Regions from separate parts of the Sus scrofa genome. Here regions 1 and 3 are each linked to region 2. Evidence: chromatin contacts called from public HiChIP or PLAC-seq data. All regions are on one chromosome and are shown on one strand. The core of a region is the stretch at or near the end of the contact, and the rest is flanking DNA. Distances in the headings are between cores, read along the strand shown.

Region 1 (4,311 bases), core at 473-2,972, 120 kb after region 2:
ACTGAGTCTCAAGTCTTTGAAGTTATTACTGAGCAACATTGCAAGGAGTCATATGTTCCATTTAAAGCCCTACCAGGGATCTTCATGGCTATAAACAGTTTCTTTTCTCTCCCCTCTTTCTGTCTTCATTGACTTTGACCTCCCTCTTCTCCTTTCCCCAAATTAGCTTCATTAACCTCAGAAGAAGAATAAGCTTATATCTCAATAGTCTATTTTAACTAAGGCTCCACAGCTTGTTCTCCAAAAACAGGTCCAGAAATCCCTGCCTTTTTGTGTCTTCCTAGTTTTCTTAAAAGATTGGAGAACACACTCTTCTATCCATCTTGTTAGATGAGCCTTCTTTTCTGATGGCAAGTCCAAGCACTTTAAAGAAGGATATCAGGGCATAAGATGTGGGCCATTCTTACACAGTTTTTCATTTTTTTCTTCAAGAAGAGGTTCAGTCTTTCGAAAAAATTGAGTACCTGAGGTGGAATTTAAGTATTATTTTCTAGACCTCCCTTTTTCATGAGAGGTCCCCAGAGCCTCAGAGGAATAGGCATCTTCAGCAAGCTCTAACAAGGTTGCTTTCATGCTATTCCCACATGAATGGCTAGCCAAGCACTTTGTCTGCACAGGGGCTTTATACGAGGGGCTGGAAAGTCTTTGTTTTCATCCCCATCTCAGCTTTCTGGTATTTCCCAAGCCACCTTGATCTCTGAGAATCCTCATCAAAATTCTTGCATCTGTCCTCGAAATTCTTGGCCATTATTGTAAAAACAGATTGCATCTATTTCTAGGGGTGGTAGTTATCTGTGTGTAGATAGATATGTTCCACATAGAATCCAGGCTTGTATTTGGACATTTTATCAAATTCTGGACATTTAATTGTCTCATTGAACAAACCTGAAATTGGTGGGGCCCCAAAACATGGGCTTGTTTTACTTTTTCTCCTTGTCACCCTTTAAGAGGACTTATGACAGACTCTAGAACTGTCCTGTCTCTTTTTTCATGGGGAAAAAAAAAGTTCAGTGTGGTTTAGAACAGCTGAAAATGCAGTGTCATTTCTGATCTAAAATTCTCCTCCTCCTCCTCACTGATCAACCTTACTGTGTGTGTGGATAGGGATGGGAAAAGCTCTAATCCTGAGACACTGTCTCCTTCCTCTTACATTAGGTTGTCAGATTTAGAAAACAAAAACAATAACAACAACAACAAAAAAACAAAAAGCAAAGCAAGATGCCCAGTTAAATTGAATTTCAGATAAATTATTTTTAGTATAAGTATATCCCAAATAGTGTTTGGTACATACTTATATTAATTTTTTTTTTTATTGCTGCTGTTGATCTGAAATTCAAATTTAACTGGGCATCCTGAATTTTATCTGTTACCCTTACTTTTACATCCTTTGTCTTCTCCAGGGTGTTGGAGCTTGAAAAAGGGGAAAGGAAAAAGAAAAATGTCTTTTGTGTGACTGAGCACATGATACTATGCAATTCCCTCTTGATTGATTCTCAGGGTTCTGCTTTGCTGCCCAGAGTGGCAGGAGCACAAATGGGGGCCATTTCATGGGGCACGTGCATAGTCTTAGGAGGCCCTGCAGGTGACTTTCCAGTGCTCAGTTCCCTGACCAGGAGAGTGTGTTCCTGTTTGACCTCTTCTGAGTGCCCCCAGCACCTCCCTCTGGCAGGAGACTCCACAGTGTTGAGGGAAGATCTCTGAGTAAGCAGAAGTCCAAAGTTACTCAAAAGGCTGTTTCCGGAGGAGTTCCCGTCGTGGCGCAGTGGTTAACGAATCCGACTAGGAACCATGAGGTTGCGTGTTCGGTCTCTGCCCTTGCTAAGTGGATTAACGATCCAGCGTTGCCATGACCTGTGATGTAGGTTGCAGACGCGGCCCGGATCCCGCGTGGCTGTGGCCCTGGCGTAGGCCGGTAGCTACAGCTCCGATTCAACCCCTGGCCTGGGAACCTCCATATGCCACGGGAGCGGCCCAAGAAATAGCAACAACAAAAAGACAAAAAAAAAAAAAAAGCCTGTTTCCCCTTTTTACTGACATCTAATCTCTTTGAGTGGTTTTCTTGAAAGCCTCCTCACATCGTTTTTGTAGATATGTTGGTTTGAGTGGCAATAATAAATAGATACCACATTTGAAATGGGTCAAAATAAGGAGAGATTTGGGGAAAAAAAATGACTTCTTAGTTAAGGCTGAGTGATATATAGGTATGCATACACTGCGTTTTGTTTATCCTTTGATCTATCATCTGTCGATGGACATGGGTTACTGCCATGTTTCAGCTTTGTAGTCAATGCTCTTATAAACATGGGTGTGAAAAATATCTCTTTGATACCCTCTTTCTATTCCCTTGTGCGTATTGTTAGAGGATATGGTAATTGTATTTTTTTTAAGGAATCACCATATTGTTTTCCACAGCAGCTGTACTATTTCACATTACTACCAACATTCCACTGGGTTCCAATTTTTCCACATGTTCCTAATTATGATGCTGTATCTTATTGTAGTTTCGATTTGCATTTTGTTAATGATTAGTGATGTTGAGTATCTTTTCATGTTTGCTGGATATTTGTATATCTTCCTTGAAGAAATGTCTATTCCAGCTTTTTTGCCACTTGTTAAACAGATGGTCAGTGCTTTTGTTGGTGAGTTTTAGTAGTTCTCCATGTATTCTGGATATTAATCCCTTATTAGATATGTGATGTATAAATATTTTCTTCCATTCTATGTGTTATCTTTTTAGAGGCAGAAAGCAGAATGGGGGGAGGGTAGAATAGGGAGTTAATGTTTTAATTTTGCAAGATGGAGAGTTCTGGAGATAGATGGTGGTGATTGATGGTTATGCAATGACACGAATAACATTAATACCACTGAACTGGACACTTAAAAGTGGTTAATAGAGTCAATGTTGTACATTTTACTACAAAAAATTGGGAAAAATTCAATCGGGAAAACCTATAGGTGAGAAAGTAAAAATCAAAGTTACAATGAAATGATCAAAGTAAAATAATATTTTTTAATTAATTAAAAAAGGACTATTTTTAAAGGTGTGAGAAGGAGAATTCAGTACTTTTGAATTCTTGGAGCTACTACTCCTAAGGCTAAACTACTAGGGAGACTGGTTACTGGTGCTGGAGACAGAGCTGTGTGGAGAGAAGGTCACCCAACAGGAGTTATGTTCATCCCCCAATAGGTACAGCCAACTCTTGGCAACACTAAAGCTCTCCTGTTTCTCCACCATCTCCTGCCCATTCTCCCTAAGAGTTATACCCACAGACAGTCAGAGAGCAAGAGAACCCATTGTTGCAGCTCATACAGGCTGCCTCTGAGGGCAGGGCACATGGAGAAGGCTTGGACGGTGGACCTGCAGGGAAGGAGGGCATGTACCATTCTCTACTTAGACTAATGACTCTAGATTCTCTCTGAATTTTGGAATCTGCTTTTATGTCAGGCTAGACAGCCATGATGTTTCAGGTAGTAGGTCTTGTGGAGATGTGTTGGTGGGCACTCTCTAGAATATGTGTGATAATTGGCACTGATAGTTCCCAATTTTGGGATTTTATAGCAATCTTAATCTATTGGTAGAGTTCCTTTCAGCATCCTTATTCAGATGTAAATGAAGGAAAATTATTAATACATACCTTAGGAAAATATACAGGTTTCATCCAGTCTGAAGCTTAATACAATTTTGTAGAAACTCTTTAAGAAAAGGATATGGGAGTTCCCGTCGTGGTGCAGTGGTTAACGAATCTGACTAGGAACCATGCGGTTGCGGGTTTGGTCCCTGGCCTTGCTCAGTGGGTTAATGATCCAGCGTTGCCGTGAGCTGTGGTGTAGGTCGCAGACGCGGCTTGGATCCCACGTTGTTGTGGCCCTGGCGTAGGCCGGTGGCTACAGCTCCGATTCAACCCCTAGCCTGGGAACCTCCATATGCCACAGGAGCGGCCCAAGAAATAGCAAAAAGACAAAAAAAAAAAAAAAAAAAAAAAAAAAAGGATATGATTGGAGTTCCCGTTGTGGATCAGTGGGTTAAGAGCCCCACTAGTATCCATGAAGATGTGAGTTCATTCCTTGGCGTGCTCAGTGGGTTAAGGATCCAGCATTGCCACAAGCTGAGGTGTAGATCACAAACACAACTTGGATCTAGCATTGCTGTAGCTGTGGTGTAGGCCGGCAGCTGCAGCTCTGATTCGACACTTAGCCTGGGAATTTCCATATGCTACAGGTATGGCCCTAAAAAGAATTAAAAAGAAAGAAAGAAAAAGATAGGATAGTATGAGTACAAATTTTTTACGTATGAAAGAGATTACTGATACA
Region 2 (4,017 bases), core at 1,186-3,685:
GAGGAGAGGTCATATCAAGGTGAAGGAAAGAGGCCTTGGAAGAGCCACCATGGTAAATCACATAGAGAAACTAACGGGTTATCCCTGGCTTGTGAAAACAGGTGGGTTGAGAATTTGCCCTAGGCCTTTGTGATTTCATCTTAAAGGGACCCTTTCTTTCTTTAAATTACTGCTACTTATTCTTTGTAGCGTTCTGTATTTACTTTTAGAGTAAGAAAGGTAAGGAGAGAGATGTTGTCCTTGTCCATAACCTTGTACCTTCTCTCTCTCTTTTACTTTTCTGTTTGTCTTCTTTGTCCTTTACTAGGTTAGATATTCTTCACTGAAATACTGTTGAAAAAATAAAATACATCACTATTTTATATTACTTTATAAATCTTCATACAATTTCATGTTCACCGTCTTGTCGTATCTTCTTAGGAACTTACAAATTAAATGGAATTGCTATTATTAAAGCTTTTGAAAGCTACACAAGCTGGGGCATGTCTGAAATGTGATGGAGCAAGAGTTCTAATTCACATTAAGGCTCTTCGCCCCCCAAAATAGTTCCCTATAGTGTACTGCCTCTAGGGTGTGGTTCTTTAAGGCCTAAGAAATAAGATACAGTCAGTTAGGAAGTGTCTATTTAAAATAAACGAAGCAAATGCTCATATATCTTATGCACACATTAGATAATTTTTAAAAGTAGATTACCTGTTTCATTGGAGTAAAACAGACATTGAGGTCTTAACCTCTGTGGAATAAGGTGCCCACCTGGGCTATTTTGAGGAGTTAAAATGTAATTTTGGATTTTGGATATTATTTCAAAACATGCAGGGTCTAATTCTTTTTCTTGAATGATAGGAGATCCTTTTGTCCTTTTTTATTCATTAAAAAATAAATGCCATGGATTTGCTGTTGTGGCTCAGTGGGTTAAGAACCTGACTAATATCCATGGGATGTAGGGTCAATCCCTGGCCTCACTCAGTGGGTTAAGGTTCTGGCATTGCCATAAGCTGTGGTGTAGGTTGCAGATGCTGCTTGGATCTGGTGTTGTCATGGCTCATGGCTGTGGCATAGGCCTCGGCTGCAGCCCCAGTTCAACCCCTAGCCTAGGAACTTCCATGTGCCATGGCCATAAAAAGAAAAAAAAAATAAGGCCAAATATTGTGCTAGACACCTTCAAATCACTAGTGAATAGTCTCAAAATGACATTTCCTGCCCCCATTGTTTCCCTAAAGGAAAGCAAAGTTATAATCTTATATGATACTCTATAATTTAAGTTCTTGGTTTAATATTGTAATTTTATGCCTCATGCTTACATCTGCATTTTAATAAATGCAAAACAATGTGCAGTTCTTGGTATGTCTCCAGGGATATGTTTTCTATCCTTTTGTTATTTTGCATTGATTTAGAGCCTCTTCTCTGGGCGGTTTTGCTGTCATAAGTTGTGTCTTTAAGTGATGGCAATATTATCATGCAGAAGACTAATGTTTCCATTAATGCCTAAGTTATTATTTAAAAGGATAATTATAATAATTCTTCACGAGAATCTTTACCTTCCTGGAAGGCAAGGGAGAGGCATGTTAGATGATTCCTTCTCAGCAGCTCAGGAAAATGGAGCTATTTGAAGTCTGGTGACTTCCTATGTCCCTAGGTATAGATCAGACATGAAGGAGTGACTAGCAGTCCTTGACCCAGTGGTGACAACTGACATGGTTCCTTTTCAGGATGGCTTCCCTGTTTCAAGACAATTTGCTGAGTTACGCTCTGCCCCTTTCCTTTGCATATCCTTTCCTGGGGAAGCAATTTTGGCCCCTGGTATCACCATTCTCTCTCTTTTTTTTTTCTTTTTTAAGCTCTGTAGTGCGGCATATGGAAGTCCTCAAGCTTAAGGGTTGAATTTGAGTTGCAGCCACAGCCCTACACCACAGCCACAGCAATGCCAGATCCAAGCTGAGTCTGGTTTGTGACCTGCACCACAACTCGCAGTGACACCTGATCCTTAACCCATTGAACTGGGCAAGGGATCAAACCTGAGTCCTCATGGTTACTAGTCAGGTTCATTATCACTAAGCCACACTGGGAAGTCCACCATTTTCTCTTAAAAAGCAACTGCCACATTGAACTGCTATGACTTGCATCCTCCAGCCAGAAAGCAGTCTTGACTTGGCCTCCCTCTATCCTTTTAAACATGGTCTGTGGAATGAGACTTTCCCATCCCTGTACGAAAAGTTAGGCAGGCTCCATGGCTTTTCTCATAACTCTTGGGAAATATGGTTTTCTGGTAACTTCAGATCATAGACAACTGTCTGAGTTTAGCAATTTTACTGTCAGTTGCATGTCATAATAAAAACTTTTGTTTGGTGTTAATGTTGAGGCTTCTTCCTGTCTAGCAGCTCAGATGGAAGCCTGGATTTGAAGTGGGGGTTGGAGAGATTTATTACCTAATCTTCTTCTCCTTTCTTCTCTGACTCACCCATAGAAGTTTCTGACTCTTCAAGGGTTGGGAGTGAAGAAGAAGAAGAGGTAAAAAAAGACAGTGAGGACATTATTTCACGGCTCCTCATGCGGTGATGCAGCATCTTGGCAGGTGTTTACAGCTGACAACCTAATAGATGTTTATTGTTGACTCTTTTGTGAGAGCTTTGTGAGTTTCTGCACTTTGCTGCAAGATCTCAAGCAGGGTCAGCTTGCTCTTGGCTGTATGATTAGTACATGTGTCTTTTTCTAGTAGAATATGATCCTTTATTACTTTGGCACAAGCCATGCATTTTATTCAGTGCCTGATAAATGTGTAATATTCAACCGAAGACGGACAAATAAACAGTACGTTAAACCAGGCTGGTTAGTCAATCTAGGGGAAAAAGTTTATACTGACAGGATGTATGGGGTAGAAGAAAGTACAGATAAACACAGTATTAAGATAATATTGATATTGCAAGTAGACAGGTATAGAAATGATGGGATTGAAGTCATCACAATGGGAAAAGACATCCGGGAAAAGAAAGAAGAACATAAAGATAGAAGTTGTGTTGCCAAATAAAGAGAATCTGCATGTGATTGTCTGTGAATCAGAAACTGGAAATGTAAAAGAGGAAGTTATACAAGTATATTGTATTTGTGGTTGGGCAGAAAATAATTTCACAACAGCATACGACCTAGCAGGATTGAACAGCTCAAAGTATCTTTGCCCAAATGCTTCTAAGGATTTAAGTAGTCAATAAAAACAAGGAAGAAAACAGATCAATAGATATCATTATTCTTTTATAAGAGAAGTTTTATATGTTTTTTCTTTTTTTGTAAAAAGGCTGGAAGTATGTTATAAACAGAAATTAAATGGTTGAAATAAGAGCTTAATTTAAAAGCAATAAGGCCACTAATATGCTCACTAAATATCAGCTGACTATTAGGAACCTATTTAATGAGATTCCCAGCCACTAAAACCACCATGTCTATCTGTTAAGTAGCTGTTAAATATCAATAATTTTGTTTGTTATGAAAATATAGTTAAACTATATTATAACACAGTAGGAAAGCTACAAATAATCCTAAGTAATATTTTTGAGTGCTTATTATAAGCCAGGCACTCTTCTGTAGTTTCCTGGGCGGGCTACCAGGTCAGTATCATTGTGTCCTCATTCACAGTTGGGGGAACCCAGGCCTAACTGAGCATAATTAACCTGCTAAGTTCACACAGCTGGTTAGTGGTGTGAAGCTTGAACCAAGGCAGTCTGACTCCAGAACCCATGTTCCTACCCAGTGGCATCTGCCATAAAAAGTGTCCAGCAGCCCTAGTGCAAATCTGATAATGGCAGCCTTACCAGCTATCTAGAGGCTGGGTGATCTGATTTTCAGCCCAGACCTTCTTGTGGTCTTTGTCACACTGGTGGTAGGAGGTAGTTGATGATCTGTTGACTGCAGGTTGTCATCTGTTACAAGTCCTAACAATCATGGCTGCCCATACCTTCAGCCAGATTAAGAACTGGAGACAGGAAAGCAGGGTTCCTGAAGTCTCAACCCTCCTAACTCTTTCTT
Region 3 (4,051 bases), core at 1,444-3,943, 98 kb after region 2:
GTATTTGGACAGGAAGAGTGTGGTCCATGTCCGTGTGTGTGAGTGTAAGTGTGTGTAATTTAGTTTTAATTGAGATCAGTAGTTTCTCTTTGGTCTAAGGTAAGAAAACTTTATGTATCTTTGGAAATTTTGATAAGCAAATATTTTAAATTGACATTTGCTTGGTCAGGCCGGGTCAGAACTAGATCAACTAGTTTTTGACCTAAAATATTGCTTTTAAAGATAATGAATTCTGGCCCATCATAGAGGTTCAAATGTTTTACAGATAATTTCTAAAAATGGAAACGTAGAAAGTTAATATATTTAGAAAAAGAGAGGCAGTTGTCCCCGAGCAAATGCTTTTCAATAAAAAAGATATTCTTTTCTAAAATGCAAACATTCCACTATAACATGCTTTTGCATGTGCTGTACGGGTAAATTGGCTCTCTGGCAGTACAAAAGGCCCAGATTTGTAGAGTTTGCTGATTTCCCTGTTGACGTTACTCCCGCTATGGCCAATTTCAAGCTACCAATAATTTAATAACTCTTTTACAAAATTCCTGAAAAATTAGCAATCAACTTTAGGGTCCATAAGAATAGGTTTCAGCACACATACAGTGTACTCATTCTTATTCTCTGGAAGAGTGTGAATTTGGGACTTATCTTGGTTAACTTTAGACCTGTTCAAATTTTCCTCCTTCAGTTTATTTTTTATTACTTTGCTGCTCTTGTTCAGTTTTTGTTAATCTAGGAGCGACAGGGCAGTACGCTGGGACTGTATGGGACCCAAATGAAGTATTGAACAGCTGTGACCTTTGGATGGTCTGGTAACTTGTTAAATTAATTGCACCTGGTCTAGGTGTACAGTTGCTGTCATCCTGATCTTTCTCCCAGTTCTCTTGATTTCCAAGGAATTTCTTCTTTCTTTAGGCCAATGCTCATAATGTCAGTGTGCCACAGTTTCATTTAGGCAGAAAAACCAATTGTTAACTGAATTTAGGAATTGAATGAAGTATTTTCTCATTTTTAATACACATCATTTGTAAAATATAACTTGTACTTATTATTCTAATGGAAAATAAGCTACTTAGAATATACTCAACATTTGTCAAATGCATCCTCTTTCAAAAAGGGGTGTGTGTGTGTGTGTGTGTGTGTGTGTGTGTGTGTGTGTGCTTGAAAACTAAGTCTACATCTTGGAAACATTGGTAGCAATATTACAGAAATAATCTGAAAGCTTTGGCTTGGTGAGAGTAGACCTATTCCAGGATTGTGCTTTTTCATTTGGGGTATTGAAATAGACTTTTTTCTCCTCCAAAATTTTCAAATCATTGGAACTCTTATGTCACAGCATTTGTGGGTATTGCGTGGACTCCAAACTTTTCTGCTATCTTCTATCAGAAAATGAGCTTTGCAACAATGTTCCCATCCTTAGCTTTGTTAAAAATGTATTAATTAAGTTGTTAAAGCTGATGCCCCAAGTTAGAATACCACAAAAAGATAATGAAAGTACCGAAGCCACCTTTATTATATTACCATATGAAACAGAACCACTTATTTATATGCCAGAAATTGACATTATTACATTTAAGTTAAAACAACACATGAAGAGTTTACATGGGAAAATCCAGATTTCCTTTTCTTTTTCTAATTTTTTTTTTTTTTTGGTATAGGTAAATAAAACACTGGCATTTTAGGATTCATTTAAGGGAGAACAGAGTGAAAATTATATTAACCTATCTTTATTGATAAATTTCAAATTTCTGAAGGAAAGAGGCAGGTATTACATGGTGAACACATTAATTTATTCAGTAATCATGTGAGACTAGGGATTAAAAAGACCAATTTGAGTAGAAACTTTCCTCTAGGATTTCAGTGTATTGTGGGAAATACAGTAAAAATACAAATATCAAAGTTATACTCAGACCAAAAGTATCAGAACGTCCAGAGGTTGAACCTGAGCATATATTCTCGGTATTGTATAGTCATGTTGACAAATCTCTGGTCCATATTGTATATGATCCACAGAATAAGTCAAATTGTTCCCACGGCCATGCTTGTGTTCTCACTGCACAACAGGGCAATAAATCAAAAGACCAGTTGTTGAGGCAAGGAATAGAGACTTTTTTCCCATGTATTTATTTTTCTTTTTATAGCTATACCTGCAGCATAAGGAAGTTCCTGGGCTAGGGGTCGAATCAGGGCTGCAGCAGTGACCTACACCACAGCCACAGCAATGTGGGATCCTTAACCCACTGAGCGAGGCCAGGGTTGAACTGCATCCTCACACACTCTATATCAGGTTCCAGCTGAGAAACAATGGGAACTCCAGGAATAGAGACTTTATTCAGAAAGCCAGCTGACTGAGAGGATAGTAAACTAGTGCCCCCACCCCCACCCCCAAACCCAAACCATACTGGAGTTAGAATTCAGACTTTTATACTGAAAGTGGAGGGGGCATGGTTGGTTGCTACAAATTTCTTGGTATTAGAATCCTTTGTTCTTGCAGCTGTCCATGAAGATCTGGTCACAATGTTCCTATAAACTTCCCAAAGGATAAATGTTATTCTCTCTTGAGTAACTTTTTATCTTTGTATGAACTGAAAAGTGTTATGCCTTGAGAATGGGCTGTTCTGTATATTTTAGGCCATAGGTAACAATCCTTTACAAAGGTGCAGAGTCAGCATGACTAAGCAGAGTAAACAAAGCACAAAGTTTAAAGGAACAGAGTCAACATGAGTCAGGTTTGTTTGTTCTCTGTTACAGAATTAGCATAAGGGATACCTATTTTCTCTTTACTCAAAAGGTAAATAGATTCCCTCCTTTCATTTTCTTCCCCCTCCCAGCATGAGGTTTTGCTACAGAAAAAGTTCTTTCCATTTTTCAACTCCTGTTCACAACTCTTCCGAACATCCACTCCCTGACACACTTCCCACCCTCCCTCACTCCTAACTGTAAGAGAAACTGTTTTTTTGTTTTGTTTTTTTTTTTCAATTGGGGAAATTCAACTAGATGAAAGTAATTTATTTAACCCTCAGCCAATTCTGTATTGCTTCTTACATTGAAACAAGGATCATGATTTTAATGCAGTCTTCCTGCTGCTTTTGAAATCTTTTCCCTCTTTAATTTAATTCCCCTGCTCTATAATACACTAAATTGGTATAGGAGAAATATGAATGATGTGTGCTTATACTCCATTGGGGGAGGTCTATGTGATCTAAATAAGTATAGCGTGAGGCAGAAATCAGGTTCATAATAATAAACTTGAAGTATCCAAGTCTTCAAGACTTCTTGGGGGCTTTTTCATTTATGTCCAAATAAAACATTCAGGACTCCATGCCACATACTGTGAGGGTTTGAGTGTCATCTCTAGAGTTTATGAGAATTTCTGACTCCTGGCACTTACACTCTGCCAACAGATTCCTGCCTACATCTTCAACTCCAAACTCTTATTTTGGATTTACATTTCATTGTATCCTGTTTCTTCCTGGTTCTTTGGGTTCTACCCTAAGTGTGGACATTGCTCCCTCATTTCCCAAAAGAACCAATGACCTAAGGCAGTTAGTAACTAGAAATCCAGAAACAGTAGAAGTTCATTACAGTACAGAATAAGAGACCAACTTGATTATTAGATGTTATTCTGAAATTCCTCACTTTGGACAGATATTCTTGGTATATGGAAATCCCTCACTCATGTATTTCTTTGGGTCCCAGACTTCCCCCATATTGCTGGAGTTCACTCTCAGCCTAACCAAAATCAATCTTAAATCTCTATTTCACAAATGTTAGGGAAAAGTTTCTATGTCATCAGGAGGAATCAAAAGTTGATGGTCCTGAGTTATACAGAATAAATTTGCCCCTTTTAACTTTAACCTCTTTCCTCCACACCAAAGTGAGAGCCTGCCTGAGCACAACCAGTGGGCCCAGACAAGTGTTTTTCCAACCAAGCACATCTTCCTCCAATATCATTTGTAATAGGCAGCTTTTCCTTTTTGTCCATTCTGTTATAAAGATTCAGTAGGACCTCTGTCTATGGGTTCCACGTCCACAGATATGGAGGGCTTGTTGTGTA

The links. HiChIP or PLAC-seq counts read pairs in DNA pulled down with a chosen protein or histone mark.
Region 1: a contact with region 2 is called in an H3K27ac HiChIP or PLAC-seq map of alveolar macrophages. The contact joins two enhancer-like sites. A contact is called at or near these places in 3 of 47 Hi-C or Micro-C datasets (alveolar macrophages, embryonic fibroblasts and mesenteric adipose tissue) and 1 of 2 datasets of contacts at active chromatin or transcription factors (alveolar macrophages).
Region 3: a contact with region 2 is called in an H3K27ac HiChIP or PLAC-seq map of alveolar macrophages. The contact joins two enhancer-like sites. A contact is called at or near these places in 3 of 47 Hi-C or Micro-C datasets (alveolar macrophages, liver and skeletal muscle) and 1 of 2 datasets of contacts at active chromatin or transcription factors (alveolar macrophages).

What each region holds. Positions count from the first base shown.
Region 1 is chr8:88,566,714-88,571,024 of Sscrofa11.1, forward strand. No RefSeq gene overlaps it. Among named protein-coding and RNA genes, the nearest start is that of SLC7A11, 39 kb to the right of the region's middle. Within about 2 kb of position 1,723, at least 1 of the 83 cell types and tissues checked has an H3K27ac peak or open chromatin away from gene starts, as enhancers often do. A contact at or near this core is called in alveolar macrophages, where this site is marked.
Region 2 is chr8:88,448,671-88,452,687 of Sscrofa11.1, forward strand. No RefSeq gene overlaps it. Among named protein-coding and RNA genes, the nearest start is that of SLC7A11, 160 kb to the right of the region's middle. Within about 2 kb of position 2,436, at least 3 of the 83 cell types and tissues checked have an H3K27ac peak or open chromatin away from gene starts, as enhancers often do. A contact at or near this core is called in alveolar macrophages, where this site is marked.
Region 3 is chr8:88,546,493-88,550,543 of Sscrofa11.1, forward strand. No RefSeq gene overlaps it. Among named protein-coding and RNA genes, the nearest start is that of SLC7A11, 60 kb to the right of the region's middle. Within about 2 kb of position 2,694, at least 8 of the 83 cell types and tissues checked have an H3K27ac peak or open chromatin away from gene starts, as enhancers often do. A contact at or near this core is called in alveolar macrophages, where this site is marked.